Linked DNA regions of Drosophila melanogaster: region 1 is linked to region 2. A link is a contact called in public Hi-C data. All regions are on one chromosome and are shown on one strand. The core of a region is the stretch at or near the end of the contact, and the rest is flanking DNA. Distances in the headings are between cores, read along the strand shown. Region 1 holds the start of tub (tube). Region 2 holds the start of Suv3 (Suv3 helicase).

The links. A called contact is a pair of places that touch in the nucleus more often than the background predicts.
Region 1: a contact with region 2 is called in a Hi-C map of the Kc167 cell line, with 6 times the contacts expected there. The contact joins the promoter of tub here to the promoter of Suv3 in region 2. A contact is called at or near these places in 22 of 107 Hi-C or Micro-C datasets (the Clone 8 cell line, the D17-c3 cell line, the Kc167 cell line and 10 more) and 2 of 6 datasets of contacts at active chromatin or transcription factors (both in the Kc167 cell line).

Annotation. Positions count from the first base shown.
Region 1 is chr3R:4,385,689-4,390,254 of dm6, reverse strand. tub (tube) reads right to left here and starts at 2,513. Exons shown (of 2, transcript NM_001202235.2): 1 at 1,863-2,513; 2 at 442-1,796. The coding sequence starts at 2,325. The coding sequence ends at 871. Cont (Contactin) reads right to left here. Exons shown (of 8, transcript NM_141204.4): 5 at 4,262-4,566; 6 at 4,037-4,205; 7 at 3,842-3,975; 8 at 3,237-3,786. The coding sequence ends at 3,493.
Region 2 is chr3R:4,309,114-4,313,906 of dm6, reverse strand. It overlaps Suv3 (Suv3 helicase), which reads right to left and starts at 2,352. Exons shown (of 6, transcript NM_001316529.1): 1 at 1,933-2,352; 2 at 1,374-1,877; 3 at 1,001-1,310; 4 at 812-946; 5 at 120-749; 6 at 1-65. The coding sequence starts at 2,242. Vps24 (Vacuolar protein sorting 24) reads left to right here and starts at 2,960. Exons shown (of 3, transcript NM_001316528.1): 1 at 2,960-3,120; 2 at 3,253-3,493; 3 at 3,549-4,793. The coding sequence starts at 3,076. The coding sequence ends at 3,934. It overlaps MP1 (Melanization Protease 1), which reads right to left. Exons shown (of 4, transcript NM_141193.4): 4 at 4,072-4,793. The coding sequence ends at 4,288. It also overlaps asRNA:CR46140.

The DNA of each region.
Region 1 (4,566 bases), core at 1,264-3,763, 76 kb before region 2:
CAAGGTGCGAGACATTTTTAATTGTCAGCAGTTTGAAGATCGACTATTCTGCGTGCCACGGGCACGGGGCATTAGAGCAAATGTGGAGTAATACTGTTTGCTGTTTCGAACAACAAAAATAAAACAATTAAAATCAAAAATTTGCAGTTATACGGAAAAGGCAATGGACATGTCATCCGAGGAGAAAGGTAAGTGTACATTTTGGAACGGACAACAGTGTATTAATTTAGTAACTAAACGAAACTAACCTGTGCACATAAATAAAATAGTACAAAAATTACATACAAAATGCATTCGTTCATTTGAAAAACCTAAAGTTTTTTCACCGAGAAAAAACAGTCGCCTTAAACTCTTGAACTTACAGCCCTGAAAAAGGCTTTGACTTAAGCGGTCATGTGGTATATTATCAGTATGAACGTCGAGAAAAACAGACAATGTTTTCAAAAATATTTTATTTGTATTTAGCCATTATATCGTACTTGTGAAATATTTTAGGCAACAATCAATTAATAACGAAAAATGTCATAAGATCGCAGTTTGTCCCAAGACAAAACTGTCACAGAAACCCATTATGCGTTTAAGGAAATTTATACTAGAAAATGAAGGAGTATTTCGTAAGTATACAAAATTTGTTAAATTTTGGTATTGGGTTATGGCTTTCTTGAAACGGAAATATTTGATATTGCCGTACTTGTCATGTACTGTCACGATTACAGACGTGATATGAACAAATCGTGCACTGAATCTTAGATTCTAGTTGGACCTCATGCATAACATAAGAAGGTCCACACCCAGCTGCCAAATGAATACATCTGGGTTGCATAAGTTATCGAACGGAATGTCATCTCCGCCGATGGTCGGTGCTTTTATCTATTGCTGCAGCTCACTCAAGTCTGGAATGTTGCAAGCGTAATCGTCGTTTGAGGTGGAGCTGGAGTCGTTGGTTAGCTCAAAGCTGTTATCACCACTGGTGCCAGTAACCGTTGTCAGGCTGGAGTCATTGTTTGAGCTCTGCTGCTCTGAGTTACTCAGATTTGGCAAGAAGGCATCTGGGTACTCTTCCTCTCCATCCTCCTCACCATCGTTATCATCGTCATCATCTTTGCTCAAGCTGCTGGAGCTGCTTCTGCTCTCAGGACGCAAGGTCTCCCTGCTGCCTTTACTTATATTCAAGGCGCTTATCATTGGCAAGTTGTTTGAGCTCGCCGTTGATGTGGTAGCCGTTGAAGCTTTCGCTGGAGCGTGATTTGGTCGAGAGTTTACATCTCCAGAATTATCAATTAAAAGAGTGATTCGCGGAATGTTAGGCGGATCCGTTGAGCTAGTTCTGTTGCTTGGGTTGTCCGACACAGTTGCCCGCAAATCACCAGAGTTCGAAATGAGTATAGACAGATCGGGGATGTTCATCGGTCGTGGCTGCAGCACTGGCTCCTGAATTTGTTCGCTGGGATTGAGAATTGTCAGATTGGGCACATTCGGGATGGTCGTCGACGTAGTTCCGGTGCCTGTCAATGTTGCAAAGTTGGAGTTAGTAGTACTCCTTTGCTGTCGTCGAGGTGGCGCTATGGGAGGGGTGTTTCCTGACGGCTGGGGCACACTCTTGTCCCGCCTCACAATGTCTTTTTCAAAGTTGTCCAGGTTCAGGCCAACGCTACCTTGAGCGTCTGCCCCAAGAGTGGCAGTGCTTGACTGGTATTTGAGGCTCAGCCCCTCGTTGTCCACTTCCATTTCCTCTTCCAGCAGCTCAAGGCTTATGAGCGCACCGGGACCGTCAACAGGCCGGGCAGGGGTGGACTCTAGAGAAGTCAGTGGATACACTTTTTTTAGTTTTGTCAGTTTAAGGCAAACATAGTCATACTTGCCATTTAGGAAGTCTAGTGCCACAAAGTCTGCCGCACTGAAGAGCTCTGCCTGCACCAGAAGTTGGAGCAATACCCCAACCGTGGGCCGCTCGTTGAGCTTGCCAGAGGTCTTCCACTCGTCGATCATCATCTGCGACTTGCTTTGGTCCGGCGGTAGTCGGTTTGCAGCCTCGTCAATCTGGAACACGTCCTGCGCAGTGTACTTAAATCCCTTTTTGATTTCCGCCGGAAAATTCAAGCATCCGGCTCCGCTGCAGGCCTGCACATCCATGCCCTTGGGTATGATCGACATCAATTTGCGCCAGCATGAGTTCTCATCTAGTATTTTGGCAAGCCGGTAAATGTCATTGTCCTCAACGCGTCGCAGCTCCGTGTTGCGAGAATACTTCGAGGATAAACCTATGGCGCCGTTGCTTCCGTTCACCTGCACGCCCATTCCGCATCCGTTCCAGCCATACGCCATGGTGTTCCCTTAGCTACCCAGGATAACCTTACGGGAAAGCCTTTGCCTGTGGCAGGTCGATGGTTCAAGTTCCCAGATGTCCAGTGCGATTGTATGAGATTTCCGCTATAAAACCATGTTTGCATCTATCTTCTCTCTCTATGTTTTTGCCAATGCCCACAGCTACTGCTCGCTGCTCGCAGTATTTCAGTGTGACCGAGGAGGACCGCAGCACCATATTAGATTCGTCATGTAATATTAGGGGGATTCCCGAAGCCGATTGGTATTGTGTGGTATTTCCGTATGCGGAAAATAGCTAGCCATTTGCAATACTGCACTAATTTTTAACGCAAAGTAAGAAAAAACCAAACTTTTTTTTTCATTAATGACATATTCCGGCGTTGTGAGCAATAAATGTAACCCCACCGATAGATGGCTTTCGTTTGTAATTGTAGAAGAATACCGGGTACCTGGTAGAAAGGAAATTCGAATAGACATTTACGTATACATATATATAAGTATTAAATATTCTTAATCAGTAAAAACAGACAAGTCGATATAGCCATGTCCGCCCGTTTTACGCGGGCGATGAAATAGCAGCAAAATAAATAATCGAAAAACCAAAAATAAACACTTAGTTCTTAGTTCTTTTTGATATTTTTGGACAATAATTAATTTTGATTTGTGATAGTTTCTGAGATCTCGACGTCCATAGGGACGGACATGGCCAGATCGATCCTGATCAAGACCTCTTCTACCTGCTACATATTTTTTAACTAGTCTGGTATACCCTTTTACTTCACGAGTATCGGGTATAAAATGCAGGAGTAGTATTACCAGGTGAACAAAAAGGGACATAAATATGGCCAACCGGGGCACACGTTCATAATTAATTCATAATTCATTATTCCAAGTAAAAAAATAGGGATATTGTTATTTTTAGTTCAGCAACATACTGGACCATATAATGGTATTCATATTTATTTTGTTGATAAAATTTTAGAAATTATTTTTTGATAAAAGTCTATAAAATGGACGGAATTGCATTTGTATCAATTAAGGGGCTTGCAAGAGAGCACGGATGGAATGTAGTTCTTTTTATAACTTCACTTACTCAAATATAAGGTCACTTCTTAGTATATGTATGTTCTTACTGCCTAAAGTTATGGATCTTAATTTGTGCTGCATTCATTGGCTTGTGTAAAGAAAGGTGCTAATGAGTAGCAATGTGCTTAAGATAAGAGCCGTATTGATATTGTGGCCATGTCGGGTATTTGCGCCGTTGCGCGTGGTCTTGCCCATCTGGAAGTGTAAAGTTGGACTGGACATGCGACCGTCTCCTCCATTGCTGTATGCGAGGACTCGCATGTTGTAACTCTTCCCTGGCGTCAGATTGTTGATGTACGACTCCAGTTTCTGTCCGATTGGCACTATGGTATTGTTGGCCGTAATCATGTTCTGGTCCGATTCCCAAATGCGAACCTAGAAAGTTTCAAACTGTAATCGATTTTCTTGGTCACGGTGCCGGGAGTTGTACCTTATAACCCTCTACTGGTTCCTCGTCTTGCGAAGGTGAAACATATCTCCAAACAACCCGCACGGTAGACGGGTTTATTCCATACACGTGAACCGAAGATGGCGGCTTTTGCGGGGCCTTTCTATATGTTCGTTCTAAAAAGCATGGTGTTTAAGCATTTTCTTTAAATGGTTTTTTAAACTGTTCGTTACACACCTTCAAAGCGTTCGCTTTCAGGTCCTTCACCTGCAGCATTGTAAGCCATGACTTTAACAAAGTAGTAAGTATCTGGTTGTAGACCTACGATAAGCGCCCAATTCCTTGTAGTACGTGACAGGTAGTATACCGAGTCTTCTTCCTGGTGCGTCGTTTTCCAATACTTCAACTGGTGAAAGATAAGGGTTTTTGACAATGCAATGGAATTAAGTGCAGTAACCATACCCTGTGGCCAATGAGTTTGCCACGAATGTTTTCACGGGACATGTCTATAGGTTGCCAAGTGACATTAAAGCATGTGGAGTTGTAGGCGAGCGCAATGGGCTTTTGAGGAGCCACCTGTGGCATGTCCTCAGCGGAGTGTATGACAGCTATTTCACTCTCCGGTCCCTTGCCAACACTGTTAATGGCTTGGACTTTGACTTCGTACTCCGTATAGTAGTTATTAAGAGGAATATTAACCACAGCCACGCCCATGTGATCCTGTTTTTTTATTTCGTCAGATGCCCATTCAATGGCTCCCTTGAGCT
Region 2 (4,793 bases), core at 1,103-3,602:
CGTCCAGTTCCTTCTGGGCATCTCGCACGTAGGCCGCTTCAGGGAAGAGATCCATGAACCGATAGCTGCAAAACAAGTTTGATTAGATTTTTTCTGAAGCGCACTTGTGCGAGACTTGCCTTAGCCAAAGATACAGATCCATCACGTCAAAGACGGCCTCAAGATGGACCAGGTCCAATATCGTCTTGGGTAGCTTGAATGGCCAGCCACAGTTTTTTTTTATAAAATCAAAGGTAATAGGCTCGTTGCGGCTGTATTGCCGTGCTACCTTAAGGAACATTGAGCAAACAAAGGGCATCTTTCGATTAATAGGTGCACAGCAGAATACATAGCGAGCCCGCAAAGGCAGAGCAACATGTTGTATCATTTCGGCTAAGAACTTAAAGTCTTCAATGTTGCACATAAAGTATAGAGAATCATCGACAGTGCACAGATTCACGAATATGTCCATTAGGTTGCTCAAAGACGAGCTTGGCAGGTGGTAGGCGTAAAGCTCAATCTGATCGGCCGTAGGATGCAAGCCCGCCTGCTTTATCGGCTCAGGTGTCCGAGCCAATATCCGCTGTAGGGTTTGCAAATCCTCGGACTTGAAGGCAGTTACATATCCGTGCTCCCACTGAGTTCGGAACCGGCCCGCTCTTCCCGCAATCTGAAGTGCGGACGAAACCGATATTGTGTCGATTTCGCGCTCGCCTCGCTCATTCATCGACGGCTTGATCAGTGAGTAAAATATGATTCGACGAATGCTCCTGCAAGTACATTCGCGGGCATTATATTTTGGCAAGCCACATATATAGAATATTTTACTTACAGGTTCAAGCCCATACCGATGGCGTCAGTCGCCACCATTACCTTGCAGCTATTGGCGGGATCATTAAACTTAGCAGCCTGGGCTAGCTTGGTACCTGGGGGTAGGCCCCCATATATCACAGCTACCTCCTTCCCTCTAAAAAAAATAGTTTTAGGGATCAGTTGAAAATAATGACTTAACAAAACTGACCGTGCTTCGATTTCTCGTGAAACCGTATAAATATCATGTTTGCTGAAGCACACAATGCAGTCGCCAGGAACTATATTGTCCAATGATCCTAAAGCGGTATTTTCGACAGTCAGCTCCGTAAGCCGATCGTACAGCCGTACTTCAACAGTTTCGCCAGTGGTTTCGCAAATTTTTTGCAGGAGGTCCAATGCGCCTGGCTCACCACAAACATGCACTTCATCCGCGATCAGTCCAAGGAAGGCACGCGTCCAAGCCCATCCCCGCTGGGGGTCGCGGATCTGTTGTATTTCATCGATTACAGCCACCTCATCTGAAACAGAAAAATCAGCACATTATAACTCAGCGAAGCAGGGAAACAACTGGACTTGCTTACATGGAGTATTCACCGAGGTCATTTCCACAGTGCACGCGACGTGATTGGCTGGCAAACTTTCGCTGATGCCGAATTTGCGCTCCTCGCCTGTGACCAGATCGCAGGGAGTGCCACGTTCATTGGCCTTGTTGTACACCTCAGTGGCTAGAAGCTTTAGTGGCCCGCAATAGACCCCAGTCTTCGCACTCAGGTATCTCTCCATGGCATGGTAAGTCTTACCGGAGTTTGTGGGTCCGGCATGAAAAACAATCTTTCGGGTGATGGCGCGAGCGTTGCTATACCAGTTGGCAGGCTGCCTCAGGTCGGAAATCTTTTTCAGGTCGTCCATGCAGTCCAGGTGCGGGAATACTGTCTTTGCGTGTCGTAGGAAGTACGGGAAGATGTCATCGATATGACCCGCTCCCTGTGTTATATCGCTAAAGGTTATGTGCAGATCTACTGGAAGGTTTTCTGCCTCGATGCAAAATCTTCGGAATGAGCCAAAGGCCTGTTGCTGTAGGTAGTCTTGTAACGGATGCAAAGTAAGACGAGGGACCATAGGAAACAGGTGCATACGTACCGTCCAGTCCGTTTTCGTTGCATAGTGACTTGATTTCGCGACGTTGGGTGAACTTATTAAGAATCTTCAGCAGCTCAGCCTTTTCCAGTTTGCCCGACAGCTCGGAACCTACGTCCTCTGAATCCACATAAGCGTGCACCTGTACTGGCTTGAACAACGTGGACAAGTTCGTCTCCGGTTTTTTTCGAGAAAATAAAAAGGCCGCACGATGCAGTCGGCGCAGGGACAAATCAATTGAAAAGGACGGACGCAGGTAGAGTGTCATCCGCAAAAGGCCCGTTAGGCTGATGCAGCGCCTGCAGTTTTGCATGGTTGTCCACTTTAGTGGAACACGCGTGGTTTTTATTCACCAATTCCCGCAAAATGAATCTCCGTACTCACGTTCCTATCTCTGATATAACAGAGAAGTACAATCAGCTGACGCACATCTGGTTGTTGGGTTGACAATGCTCTTACAGAATAGCATTGCCATATCGATGGTTTTTATGCTACGTATGCGGGGAATTCTTTTGAAAAATTATTAAAAAATTAGTTTTAGAAAACACATCAGAAAAACGATTGTGGAATTTAATTTATACTAAAAAAATATTTTAAAAAAGTATTAAAACATTTAATTGTATTACGACGGATATAAAATAGGATATTTGAGAACATATATGCATTTACAATAAAAAGCAAATAAAATATGTTGTTCCTAGGCAATCGCAAAATATTTATAAATAAAAATGAAAAAATGAAAATTGATTCCACAATAGTCGTTAAAAAATGTAGTATCGGTATTTGGCATTGCATTTTTTCGCAATACAGTCTCGCTTTATATATGGAATATTTTAAAAATATTTTCATAAAATCGATAAAATGAAAAACAATTACGTATTCTAAGCCAGCATACGCAAATAATAAAATTTATTTAATAATCGGTAGATTAAATGTTAATGTCCTTATAAGCAATTTTAAAACTTAATAATAAAAACTCTTTAAATATATCGATCTATCGATGATTGGCTATGCTAACAAGAAGTCATATATATTGGCAACGCTGTGTTTGTTTGTCAGAATCAAAATAAAATGACTCACTTGTTTGTTTAAACAAAAAAAGAATTTTAATAACAATTCCAGACAATTATCATAACAGTTAGTGCCATGGGCTTATTCGGCAGAACTCCCAGTAAAGATCCCAAAGAGCAGGTAACGACGCAGAGGCGTGGCAGTGATTTTTTTGGGAATGATGTCATTCCAGTTGGATTGATTTTATTAGACCTTTCCCCATCTGTCCATTGTGCGTTATGAATATTGTTTTGAAATGTAAATTCCCATTAGGTGCAGGAGTGGACGCATAAGATACGGAAAGAGGGCAACCAGCTGGATCGCCAGATCCGAAGTATCCAGCGCGAGGAAGAGAAAGTAAAACGCTCGCTGAAACAGGCAGCACAGAAAAATGACCGCGACACCTGCGTCATTCTTGCCAAGGAGATTGTGAATGCGCGAAAGGCCATCAACCGCATATATACGTCGAAGGCGCACCTCAACTCCATTCAGATGCAGATGAAAAATCAGCTATGTGAGTGAACTCTTCGCTTGTTTGATACGACCTGATTATCGAATCCTCCTTGCAGCCACCTTGCGTGTAGCTGGATCTCTGCAAAAGTCTACAGAGGTCTTGCAAGCTATGCAGAGCCTGGTGCGCTATCCAGAGCTTGCAGGCATCATGCGCGACATGTCAAAGGAAATGATGAAGGCCGGCATTATTGAGGAGATGCTAGACGAGACCATGGACTCGCTGGAGGAGTCCGAGGAGCTGGAGGAGGAGGCAAGCAAGGAGGTGGACAAGGTTTTGTGGGAGATCACAGATGGCAAGCTCGGGGAAGCTCCCCTGCCTCCAGAGGCTACACCGGCGGACAAGGCGTCTGCGTCTGCTGCGCGCGTCGAGGCTGAGCAGGACGATGAGGAGGGTGAGGAACTGCAAGAGATGCAAAGCCGCCTGGCCTCGCTGCGATCTTAAAACAACTGCTATGGGTATTTTATTTAGATTTGAAATTAAAGGCAAGTGATTTTGACTGGCAGACCTTATCAAAATCATAAACGGCAACCCCCACGCCGTCATTTGATTGTAGAAACCAAAATAATCTCCAGAAACTTGAATTGAGTTTTTATATTATAAGTGTACAGTACACCAGATCAAGAAGTGTTGAACTCTGCGCGTTTTACCGTTGAATCTACACGAGATAACTTAATTTATTGTAAAATCTACCTTTCATTAAAAATCGATATTTACTGTGGCATGTCCCATTTTACAATGGTAATCTGCACGATTTACGATCAATCCCTAAGAATGTTAATTTTCGTCATTTAAGATTAAGCCCTAACGTTGTTTTCTATCCAGTTCAGATACGCTTCAACCCTTGTGTACACGCCGGGCCATCCTTTTAGGCCACAGGGCGTGGGTCCGTAGGAGACCACACCAGCAATGTAGTAGTTTGAGTTTCCATTGGAGTAGTCCTCGAGCAGAAGGGGGCCACCCGAGTCCCCGCGACAGGAATCAACCCCCTCAACTCCGCCGGCGCACATCTGTTTGGTGGTGACAGTCCTTCTTTGGGTGGCGTATCTTTGGTTGCATTCGGACGTCGGTACCGTATCCAACTCAGCCTTCAGCTTGATATTGGACGTAAAATTTGTCTCCGTGCGACCCCACCCTGCCACCACCACCTTTCGGCCAAGGAATATATTGTTGTGCTGGGACGCTAAAGTGGGCAGACATACTGGTAATATGAAGTCGCTGTACTGAACCTCGTCCCGCAATCGCAGCAACGCAATGTCATTTAGCTGGTCCCGTGAGTTTCCCGGGTACTGCGGGTGCGGAA